2 separate regions of the Sus scrofa genome follow, and region 1 is linked to region 2. The links are chromatin contacts, called in public Hi-C maps. All regions are on one chromosome and are shown on one strand. Each heading gives the region's core, a stretch centred on a gene start, on an enhancer-like site or on the middle of the called end of the contact. The rest is flanking DNA. Distances are from core to core; before and after follow the strand shown. Region 1 holds the start of TMTC4 (transmembrane and tetratricopeptide repeat containing 4). Region 2 holds the start of TM9SF2 (transmembrane 9 superfamily member 2).

Evidence for each region. A called contact is a pair of places that touch in the nucleus more often than the background predicts.
Region 1: a contact with region 2 is called in a Hi-C map of liver, with 5 times the contacts expected there. The contact joins the promoter of TMTC4 here to the promoter of TM9SF2 in region 2. A contact is called at or near these places in 3 of 47 Hi-C or Micro-C datasets (heart right ventricle, liver and skeletal muscle) and 1 of 2 datasets of contacts at active chromatin or transcription factors (alveolar macrophages).

The regions. Positions count from the first base shown.
Region 1 is chr11:69,439,887-69,446,006 of Sscrofa11.1, forward strand. TMTC4 (transmembrane and tetratricopeptide repeat containing 4) reads right to left here and starts at 2,562. Exons shown (of 18, transcript NM_001252205.1): 1 at 2,514-2,562.
Region 2 is chr11:68,406,344-68,412,335 of Sscrofa11.1, forward strand. TM9SF2 (transmembrane 9 superfamily member 2) reads left to right here and starts at 1,491. Exons shown (of 17, transcript XM_021065854.1): 1 at 1,491-2,363. The coding sequence starts at 2,193.

The DNA of each region.
Region 1 (6,120 bases), core at 1,312-3,811, 1.0 Mb after region 2:
CTAAGATTCTCACTTCTCTGCTGCCCCTGAGAATACTCACAACGGCCTCTTCATTTCAGGCACGACTGTTGATGGGTATAGTAGGAGGTCAGAAAATACTGTGGATGAGCAAATGCAGCACAGCTACAAAGTGTTAGGAACCTGCACAGAGTGCTCGGTCCAGCCCAGTGGTTAAAAGCACAGGCTCTGGAGGCAGACAGATTTGGACTTGGTACCTGCATGACCTTGAGCTTCCTAGTCTTTGAAGGACTGAGCCTCATCAGCACGAGAGGGTACCAGCTGGAGGAGGTGGCGGTAAGGCTCAAGTGAGAGTGTAAACAATTAGTCCTCATTACTGGTATTATTTTGGCAAGATTAGTTCCCGGTGCCCAGCCCCCGACCTCCTGTCTTGGGATCACCTGATGCGGCTGTTTATTCTTGAAGATGGGCTCACCAACCAAGGCCAGCTGGTGACCTGATGCAACTGAGAAAAGGGTACCCTCCTTTGGGGCTGACCCAGAGCACTGCTTCCCTGGCCAGGCATCCGTCTGTCCTGCATAAACTGCACAGCCATACAAACCGATCCTGTTTCCAATTCCTCTTTCTCCAACGGTACACGACCTTTGTGCCTGCAGTGATTCCAGCCAGGCTTGGTACTAAGGTACAAGAAGCCCTGCTAGCATGAGGTGGTATGACGGAAGAGACGGGTCCCCTTTTTGGCACCCAGACCATGAGCGGAGAAGGCCCACGTTCCGTTCCGTTTCTCTCTCGATGGCCATGGGGTGGGGGTGGGGGGTGGAGCATCACCATGGCCCTCTCCTCCAGGGAATGTCTTGCCTAAAGGACAAAGTTGGCATTGTCCCACTCCTGTGCAGGTTTCGCACTATACTGAGAATCAACTGGTACCTACAAGGAGTTGGATTTGGAAGAAGCAGAAGTCTATTCTCAATTTCTCAAACTTTTCTCAAGCCTCTATTTTCAGATGGTTACCACAAATTCGTCAATCACCAATGAAAAGGTCAAAAAGGCCTCCAGCAGGGACCCCATGTCACCTTCCGAAAGCAAATAAACATCAGTCACTGAGCTGTGAACCCTGGGGACCTGGTGACAGCTGACACAGCAGCCTAGACTGCAGGAAAGGGGATGACAGATCAAACCTAAATGATCCCTGGAAAACTGAGCAGCCACCACCTCCTACAGAATATTCTTCCACTTGCACCAAAGGGCCTTCTGGGCTCAGGCTGTCCTTTCGACCTCACCAGCAACCATTCACGCACCAGCTGCCCTCTGCCAGGCTGAAATGAGACAGTGCCTCTGGAAACCAGAATAAAGAACACGTGGTTTCTGCCCCAGCATCTGGAGACCTGAGCTGCCTGCTCCTCTCCTGGGGCCCTCAAGGCACAGGGACTGTCATTTCCACCACCCTCCGCGGAACCGAATGCCACTCCAAGTGTCGTCCTCTCGGGACCACCTTCCTGGTTTCTTAATTCAGTAACACAGGACGGCCAGGCGTGCCTATAGCAGCAATGACTGCGGAGGTTCGACATTCAAGGTCCCCACTGTCCCAGAAAGTTTCCAGCTTGCTAGCTTGTAGCCATTTTTCCCTCTAAGTCAGCCGGTGTCACGGTCGGGACCTCGAGGAGAGGGGACCGGGAGGGGATCCAGTCCGTCCTTACTGTTAATTATTTCTCAAGAAATCCTCCCCACCCATCTGCTCTCCGAGAGAAAGAGCAGTGTGGGATGATTCAGAGCTCTGGCGAGAGCTCTGCTCTAACTCCTCCCTTCTTTTGTGTGTGGTTAAAAAAAGAAGAAAATACACACAGCCTACAGCCACAACATCAACAAGACCAGAAGCCCCGCGGAGTCCGCGGGAGGTGAAGTGGCGGCTGCACCACCTGCTCCGCTTCCCCAAACTCCAAGCCCGCGCAGGGAAGTGGCAGCCCGGTAGCCCCAAGGGCCCCGACCCAGGGCACGCCGCTCTCCTGCCGCTCCGCCCGGCAGCCAGCGCGGAGTGGCTGGCACTACAGCGCTGCAGGGGAGCCGCCTTTAACCCTGGGCAGGCGGCCAAGCCGCCCGGCTGCGCCCTGCCGTTGTCCGCGCTGCGGCCAGCTGGCGGCCAGGCGCGGGGTGGCGCGGGGCCCCGCGGCCAGGTGGCCGCTCCGGGGACGCGCCAGAGGCGCTCGTGAGACTGGGGTCGAAGGAGCGTCCGCGCCGGTGGAGTGGGCAGGGGGCGCGGGCTGGCGCAGGGGCGCGGGCTGGCGGAGTGTGCACCCTTCACGCCACGCTCTTTGTCCCGCGTGCCGCTTACACCCGGGAGCCAGGCGAGAGGGCCCGCAACCCCCCTGACTCTAGCCCCGGCCGCAGCTCAGGTCTTGGAGCCAACTCCTCCAGCAGCGCCGACACCGCGCCCGCGTCGGCCCATGGGGCTCGGGACGCGGCGGCAGTGGGAACCCCGCGTCCGCTCCGCACCCAACTCCGCTGGCCCCGCGGCGCTCTCCGCCGCTCGGCCCTGCAGGGGCCGCCCCGCGCGTTACCTGCAAGGAGCCAGAGCGGCGGCCGCATCTCCCTCCCGGGCGCGCAAAGTCCCCCAGCTCTCGGCGCCCGCCCGGAGCTGGCCAGGGGGAGGGGCCGCCCGCGCCGCGCCCCCGCCCCCTGCCGCGCCCCCCTCGCCCGCGCCGTGCGCCGCCCGCACCGCCCGCAGCTCCCCACGCGCGCGGACGCGCTCTCTCACACTCCCGCCTCGGCCCGCCCCCTCCTCGCGGCTATTGGTTGCTTCTACCGTCACTTTCACGCCGCCGCCGGCCCCTCTTCAGCTCATTGGTGGGCGCGCCAGTGACGTCAGGCCAGAGGGCGCTAGTCGCGGAGAAGGAGCCGCAGGGACAGACGGACTCCGCTGGAGAGGAGGAAATGTTCTGCGCGCGGAGCCCGGGCGGGGCCGGGGCGGGAAGGGGCGGCCCTAGCCTGGCCCCGGAAGGCGGGCTGCGGGAGCTGGTCGCAGAGGGGCTGTCGCGGGCACGTCTCCCTCCCTCCTGCCGTCCGCCTCGCAGAAGCTTGTTCCTGGCCTGTCTCGCGCTCCTCGCGCTTTCGGTGGCGCTCGGCGGAGGTACTGCAGCGTCTCCGCAGGAAAAGGCGCTGGATCGGAACGACCAGAACTCTATAGACTTCTTCCTGTCTGGGAGGAGTTGTTCCAAAAGTGTGTCTCCACTCTCCGCCTCTCAGGAAGGAACCGAAACTGCGTTCGTCCCTCCGAGGCCCTGCTGCCCCAGCGTTTGTTTTTAGCAGCTTCTGTTCCACGGCCCTGATCTGCATTCTCACGCTGAACCCACGAACCCTGCTGTAGCCCTCCGCGTGGCCAGATCCGCCTCCCATCGTCCATTCACCGTCACTTTGTCCTAAACTTACACTCCCAATCCCATTGCCACTCCACCCGTCTCATAACCATCATTCTCAGTAGTTTCCTCTGTCTTCCTGTTTCAAGAAAAAGAAACTTTTTCCACTTTCCGCCAGCAAACCTACAAAGCCACTCCTAAAGGCACGGATTCCGGACAACCCCCCTCCCCCCTTCCCGCCTCCAAAGTTTAACATCTCCCTCTGGACTGGATCGGAATCATCAGCGTTTTATCAGCCCCAAGCCTTCGAGTCCTCCACCTACCCTTCCACCCCGCCTCGCTCGGGCTTCTCCATAGCCGAAGTTGTTGAAAGGTTGCTCACTTTTCTAGTCTCCCAACTCGCATTCATTTCTTGGTTTCCGCATTACACTGAAACTGCCTTGGCTCTAGTCTCCGATAACACCTGCAAGCGCTAAATGCAAAGAACATTTTCCTTCATTTTACTTGATCTCTTAGCAAAGTTCATTCTTCCTCCTTAAAACACTTTTGGAGGAGTTCCCGTCGTGGCGCAGTGGTTAACGAATCCGACTAGGAACCACGAGATACCACAAGGTTGCCAGTGGGTCCCTGGCCTTGCTCAGTGGGTTAAGGATCCGGCGTTGCCGTGAGCTGTGGTTTAGGTTGCAGACGCGGCTCGGATCCCACGTTGCTGTGGCTCTGGCATAGGCTGGTGGCTACAGCCCCGATTAGACCCCTAGCCTGGGAAACTCCATATGCCGCGGGAGTGGCCCAAGAAATGGCCAAAAAAAAAAAAAAAAAGACAAAAAGACAAAAAACACTTTTGGTGATAGAGGCACTCGGCTCCTTGTTGTTTCTCAGTCTCCTTGGCCTGCTTACCTGCTTCTTGAAAACCGCCAAATGACATATTTTAAAAGCCCTTTCAAGCCCCAATTTTTCCCTGCATGATTTTTTTTTTCTTTTTTGGCCATTCCTCTGCCATATGTAAGTCCCCAGGGTCAGGGATCAGATCCCAGCTGCAGTGGCAAACTATGCTGCAGCTTCAGCAATGCCGGATTCTTTAACCCACTGTGCCAATTGGGGATGGGACATGCATCTTCCTCTTGCTGCAGAGATGCTGATCGAGTTGCACCACAGCGGGAACTCCCCCTGCATGGTTTAACACACTGCCAACATTTTGCTGAATATCTTCCAAATCTACTATTCTGATCTTCTCTGAGCTCCAAGCCCATGTATCTAGCTTCCTATTAAGCTTCTCCACTTGGTTGTTACAGGAACCTCAAATGGAACACATCCGAAATGGAACGCATGCTCTCACTCCTTGTTGCTTTCTGCCTCTCCCTGTTATGTTGATGGGTCCAGTAGTTTCCCAGTTCTGCCTTCACCCTTGGCATGGAACAAGTCACTAAGATTCTCTGGCTAAATGTCTATCAAATCTGAACACCTCTTTCCATTCCCACTGCTATATTCAATGTTGTGCTATGAGTGTCACATTGGTAGATTGTAGTCCACCACTGTGGGAGTATTTACACCATGGAAATTGGCAAACATGAATCAGAACTTGATTTGTTGTTTTGCTGATTGTCCTCTTTGCTAAACTTAAGAAAGTGATGGAGGAAATAATAATGCTAATTAAAGTTAAGAAGGGTTGTGTTTGGTGCTGACATGAAAAGATTTGAGTTTAATGGGTTTAATTTATACAAGGGTGAAAAAGAGTTGAACAGATCCTATTCAGATTTAATGACAATAAATGTATTGGGAAAAGAGCCGATCAGAGGATATTCCATTTGTGAAATCATGGTTAAATTACAAGCATTGGTTGGATACAGAAAGATAGAAGCCTTTAGCAAAAATCAACAAAAGCATTCCAGGAGAATTCATCAACTACGTGGAATTTGCAGGAAAGAGTATTTGCATATTTTATCATTACTTGGAAACTGTGTGACGATCCTTTATGTCATTTATAATCTTTATGAACATTTGTAACATGACACACACATATAGGCATATACATGTGTGTTTTCCCTAGAAAAACAGTTGTTAAACATTTACTAACAAGCTCTTGATTACTATAGTTAGCGTTGCAAGGGCATGGGGAAAATGAAAGGTTCTCCTTCATTTTGCTACTGTCCTTCAATTCTCTGTAGACGGCGCACTCCTTACTGCTTCCCCCAGGATAGTTCACTCTCCCTGTGGCCACTCTTGGCACATCACTGTTCCCGTTGCTCTTAGATTGAAGGCCCCAATGCTGTTGCATGACCCCGACCCCTTGTCTCCTGTTTCTAAATCATCTCATGCCCCTGTCACCTTTATTTCCTAAGCGCAGCCACATTGTCCTTGTATCATCCTAAGGTGTGCCATGCTCCTTTCCATTTGGGGCTGTTCACATCCCCTGAAGCCCTCCATCCTGCTCACCTCCATGACACCCAGCCAACTCTAATTCCTCCCTGGGGTCTCTGCTCAAATGGCAGGTCTCCGAAAAGGCTTCCCTGGATTCTGTCTCCAAATGCCCATGGATCCCTCTGGATATACCCGTGTAGTTCTTAAAACAATAGTAACTAACTAATCGTGTGATCGTTATAGCCAGTCTATCCTCATCATTAAAGTTTCACCGAGGCAAAGACCACTTCTGTCTTAACAACTGTACCCTCTGCAGGTGCTGTGCCCACCACAGAGCAAATGGTCCACAGCATCTCAGACAGAAGTGCATTTCTGAAAATCATCCTGCCTGTTGTTGGCAATGCCGAAGTTAGGACTGGAATCTCCTAACTTAACTCAGGTGTGCTCGGCTCCG
Region 2 (5,992 bases), core at 241-2,740:
AAATACAATCCAACTGCTCAGGCCCCCCAACCACCCCCACCCCCTACACCTGCAGTTTCTATTATAACACTTGATGCCTTTCCTCTGTATAGTGCTTAACCCTTGCCCCTTAATCTTCACAACCACTTAAAGAATATGGTGTTGACTGAAAAAAATGCACCACCTTAAAGTTGAGAATTATGTTTTATCTGGCGGACAGAATTGAGGACTTAAGCCTTTCAGATAGCTTTGAGGACTGCTCTGAAGAGGCAAGGGAGAAGCCAGGATATAATGGCTGTTTTTGCGAAAGACCAGGTAGTAAGAACTTTAAAAGATTACGGTTAAAGAAAATCAGACATCTTGAGTTAATTAAATTTAGCACTGTTCTTTGTATGGGAAGATGCAGGAGTCTGGCCTCACTGGAAATACTCCTTCAGTATGCGCCTTAGCTATCCAGGACCAGTATCCTGCTTTTCCCCATCCGGAATCCCCTCAGGGTGCACAGTTGGCGGTAGCTGCAGTGGCTGAGGGCCTGGCAGTTTGTCTCCATCCTGAGTTCCCTCAGGGCTCACTGTCAGCCGGGGCTGTACTGTCTTCATGGCTGCAACATCCTCTGATGACGGATATGGCAGGTACCATTTTTCATTCGCAATGGACATCCTATTATACTTCCTGGGACTTGATGATTTAACTTGCTCAAGGTCCCCATAAGTTAATAGTGCTGTTCCAAAGCTGGAGTTCTTAGTGGGAACTATCTTTGCGAGCATGTTCTGCTTACTCCCCAGCATAGAACAGTGGTCCTTAGCCTTTTTTGCACATAGATTCCTTTGAAAATTTAATGTTATAAACTGTCCAGGAGAAAACGTGCAGATACCCACAAGAATTTAGATAGGATTGCCTGGGGCCCCACAAATTTCTGAATTGTCCATCTAGTAAACGTGCCCCTGTTTGATTTCTCAGCTGAAGTACTTCTGGGTTGATTCCTTGCTAGAAAGTCTACATGAATACCATCTTCTGAAGTATTCGATTGAACTCCAAGGTTCAGCTGAATTGACTTTTTAAACAAAGACTGTCCACCATTCCATTTCTACAATGATCAAACCAGTCCCCCACCGACAGGGTGCCCTGAGGGGAATTCAGGATGGAGAAAAACGGGAGTATACTGTGCTCTGGATACTGACCCTGGATAGTTAAGAGGATATCTAGGGAATAATTTCAGTGAACCCAGATTCTTGCATCTTCTCATACCTAGAAAAGCACTAATCCTTAACTTGAGATGTCTTTTCTTCCTGATTATCAGTAATCTTTGATTTTTTTTTCCATATATATTCTGGCTTCTCCCTTACCTCTTCAGAGCAGTTGCTCAGAGCTTAGAGGCTGTCTCCCTCGCTACAGTCCTCAGTAAATTTCCTGAATAAAACTTAACTCACAACTTTTGTGCATTTTTTTCTCTTCTCCCTCTCTCTGTTTTTTTTTTTTTTTTTTTTTTTTTTGGTCACCAAAAGCAAGTTTCAGAGTTCCTCGGGTGAGAGACCTGGCATGGTCACTGCTGTGGCCCCTGTTTGATCCCTGGCCCCCAAAACTTCCACATGCCTCAGGTGTTGCCAAAAACCAAAAAACACAAGTTTCTCCCTGAAAAATACTCAAAAAATGCACTGCACAAACAAATCCGTCTGTATACAGCAAAGAAGGGCATGGCATCACTTCAATAGGAAAAGCAACAGAGACGTGCTCAAGGATGATGATACCAGATTCCTATTTTGCTGGAACTGCTTTGCTTACTGGGGTGCGGAAACCGCGGGAAACTGAGACAAAGCAGAAAGCTTGCGGCGCCGGCGCCGGGCCCCAAGGGAGCTCTAGATCGGAATTTGGAATCGGAACGTGAGTGCTGGAACCTCCCTCACAGCAACCACTCCAGCCGGACCGCTGAAAACCTGGAAAGTGGATTTCCTCCACTCCGGCTCCCGGAAACTCCTGGGGGCGCCTGCGGCCGCTCTCACTGAGCATGTGCAGGCGGCGTTGCGCATGCTCCGTCGAGGCCCGGTTCGGTTTCTGTTGCGGAACCCGTGGTGTCTCCTAGCGCAACCGGAACTGTCCGTCGCGGGGCCGGCCTCCCTCAGCTCCGGCGGCCTGGTCCTCGTCTCCGAGCCTCCCCGTCCCTCCTTCCCTCTTCACCCCCGCGGCTCGGCTGCCCTTTCCCCGGAACAGCCGTCATGAGCGCCAGGCTGTCGGCGTCGTTTCCATCTCGGTGGCCGCGGCTGTGGCTGCTGTCGCTGCTCCTGCTGGGGGCCGCCCCGGGCCCGCGTCGGGGCGCCGCTTTCTACCTGCCCGGCCTGGCGCCCGTCAACTTCTGCGACGTAGAAAAAAAGAGCGACGAGTGCAAGGTGGGTGCGGCCTGACGGACCCCCGGGTGCATTGTCGGAAGGGGAAGCCTCTCCGTGCCTGGGCGGCCGGGGCCCGAGGGGAAGGGGGCGTAGCAGTGGGTGCGGTCCAGTGTCCCCAGAAGCGCTTGGGGTTGGCGCGGCTGTGCGCCGGAGGCTCCGGAACGGCCTGGTAGCGGGGTGGATTCTGCAGGACTCGGTGGGCCTCGGGCTCTCCTCCCGTCTGGCCGAGAGCTAGTGTGTGTGCAGCTGTCCTGAAACGGGGACTGTGCGTGTCCGGCGCTCCCTTGGAGTTGGATGCGTGCAGGTCAGCGAGCGTTCCACGAGTTGGGGGTGTTCGCTTACAGCCCGGTCACGCTCTGCAAGGAAGGGGGCGGCCAGGTCTTCCAGCAACTTTTAAGTTCATTGCTGCCAGTTTGCTACTTTTCTAGAACTCCTGGTTGGTTACGAGCTCGTTCTTTCTAGGTTTTTGGCATTTTAAACCTCACGATTAGCGATTACTTCCTTATTTGTGGAATTTAACACCCAGAGCCGCGTAAAGTGCATTAATAAAGAATTGCTGTGATGGTTGACATAGTTAATTTCTACCTTTGAAGTGTAAAAGATTTTTTAATATGCAGAAGATACATAAGATGACGCTGTTTAGTTCTCTGAGGTTGTTTGAAACACTTAAAAGGAGCAGACCACAGGAGAAGCTGGCCTTTTCTTCTAGGGTAAACCTTGAAAACTTTGACCTCTTACGACCTCAAACTCAAGCTTTTCACTTTAACCACTAGTAAAAGAGAAATAAGTAACCTGCTTCTAGATTATTGGGCATAGGGCAGGACAGGAAACATATACAATTATTTTGGATTGCTAAAACTTAACATTTGGGGCATGAGAATTTCTTTGAAACCATTAGTAATTTTAACAATTCAAATAATCGTTTAGCAATCTTTTACAATCTATAAATAGGTTTATTTACTAAGTTTGCTTTTTTTAAAGCTGGTGTTTATTTTATTACTGCTAACTTTACTATAGCTGTGAATTTTGAGCTTATTTTAGGGCACTAAAGAAGCTATTAAATTTTTTCATGGCATTTTACAGTTTCTGTTTCAAAACTTGGATCTCTAAAAATGTCTAAGGATATTTATGGGTTACTCAACAGTTAGCACTTGAATACTGTGGCTCCCATACACTTGCAGTGCAGGAAGCTTTCACTCTTTGGGGGTTATGACTGAAAGAAAATAGTGCTTCCAAGTGGAGGAGAGCGCGAGTCCTGCAAGCACCCTGGTTTTTCCATTAAACGTTTTAGTTACCAGCCTTTAAAACTTAGAATTTGGTCTTCGAATTTAAATTTGACAGCAATCGGGAGTTCCCGTGGTGGCTCAGCGGAAACAGATCTGACTGGAATCCATGAGTACGCAGGTTCTGTCTTTGGCTTCTCTCAGTGGGTTTAGGATCCGGTGGGGTGTAAGCTGTGGTGTAGGTCGCAGACGCGGCTCGGATCCCACGTTGCTGTGGCTGTGGTGTAGGCCAGCGGCTACCACTCTGATTCGACTCCCAGCCTGGGAACCTCCATAGGCCGCGAGTGGGGCCTTAAAAAGACCAACCCCACTCCCCAAAAAACATAAATTTAATAGCAGTCTTGTATTCCTAGTGCCTTAGAGACAAAAAAAATGTTTCTTTCTTTTAGGAACGTCAAAGTAAAGGTCATAAGCATATGACAGATTATCAAAATCTGATATGTTCCAAAAGCCGTCCCTCCAAAGTGCTCTGAAACACCAATGAGGAAACAGCTATGTATTAGAGTCTTCAGGGAAAGCTACAAAGGCAGTGACATTTGAGAGGGACCTCAAACTTGAGGATGAGTGAAATTTACAGGTGGTCTGCCAGTTAGACAATTTTTGTTTCCTCAACAGGTCCTTCTTTAGGTAGCTACTTTTAGTTCACGTTTGATTAATTTCAGGGGCCCTTTTGGATTTTTAATTTCCAAAAGTATAAGGATGAAACAGACAAGACAAATCATTTTTCAGAAATGTTTGAATTTCCTCTTCGTTGCCAGTTGCTTTTACAGCTTGGTCAATAGAAACAGATCTTAAGGAAGATGTACTTTTAGCAGTTTTTCCCTAGAATTTCTTGCTTGTGGAATTTGAAGGACACTTTAATATTTCTTCTCTTTGCCTCTCAAAGGAGAAAAAGAGTAAATAGTTCAAATTTTCATTACTTCAATCAGGGTATTAACAGTTTTTTTTTTCTCATCCATTCCGTATTTGTTAAGGAGTACAGTCTTGTGTATACGATTACAAAACTTGAAGAGAATTTAAAAATTAAAAGTGGCAAAAAGACAAAAAAAAAAAAAAGGAGTTCCCGTCGTGGCGCAGTGGTTAACGAATCCGACTAGGAACCATGAGGTTGCGGGTTCGGTCCCTGCCCTTGCTCAGTGGGTTAACGATCCGGCGTTGCCGTGAGCTGTGGTGTAGGTTGCAGACGCGGCTCGGATCCCGCGTTGCTGTGGCTCTGGCGTAGGCCGGTGGCTACAGCTCCGATTCAACCCCTAGCCTGGGAACCTCCATATGCCGCGGAAGCAGCCCAAGAAATGGCAAAAAGACAAAAAGACCAAAAAAAAAAAAAAATTAAAAGTGAGCATTGTGAACTGGGAGTAATTATTTCCAGAAGATGCTGTTAGTTTATGGTACCAGGAGTTGGATGAATTGGCCAGGTCACTGATACTGTTTCCACCAGTTTTTCCGTCTGTGAAATAAAGATAAGCACATTTGCTTATTATATATTCCTCTTTAAAGATACCTTGCATTTCTTAGGGAGAAAGTACAGTGTTTATCATTGTCGTAACGTAATGACACATTCATAATGGTAGAGATGAAACACGTTTATCTTTAACATAAGTGTATCATAGAATGTAGTCTTTACATAGCCTGTGAAGCCCAAGTCCAGTACTTAGTTCGTTATGTATATTGAAAGACAGTCAAAAGAACCCTGAGGATTTAGTCATTTTCTCCTCCTGAAATTATTTTATATTCAGTTTACTGGCATAGAACCAAAAGTCCAGTGAACATAAAATTCTGTTCATATTTCTCTAACTTATGATTTATGATCCTTATTAGCCTTTATAGTATGACTGTTCTGTGGCAAGTTTTAAAAACTTGCTGTCATTACATATACATTTGAGTATCAGCTGGTTTTTATTGATGACGTAGTATTTCATTCCATTAGTTACTATACTTTGCTTACTGTTTCTTGCTTGTAGAGCATTTACATTGGTCCCAGTTTTTTTTCTAGAAAAAAATTATTTGCTAGAATGTATTTATTTATTTACTTATTTATTTTATTACTTAATGAATTTTATTACATTTCTAGGTGTACAACAAGTATTTAGCAGGAATTACTAGCATATTCACAAATTGCTAGGTCAAAGGCTAGAAGTGATTTTATAGTTCTATTTAGTATTGGTAGGTTTCTCTGAAGAAAGATAGGTGTGACTCACTGTGCTACTCGCTGGCTAATTCCCTGTGTCGCCACAATATTTATAGTTTTTATTTATTTATCAATTTAATAGCTTCATGAGAGTACCTAAGATATCTTTTAGTACCACATTACTTTTGTTGCTATTGAGGTTCCTCTTTTATTTTATT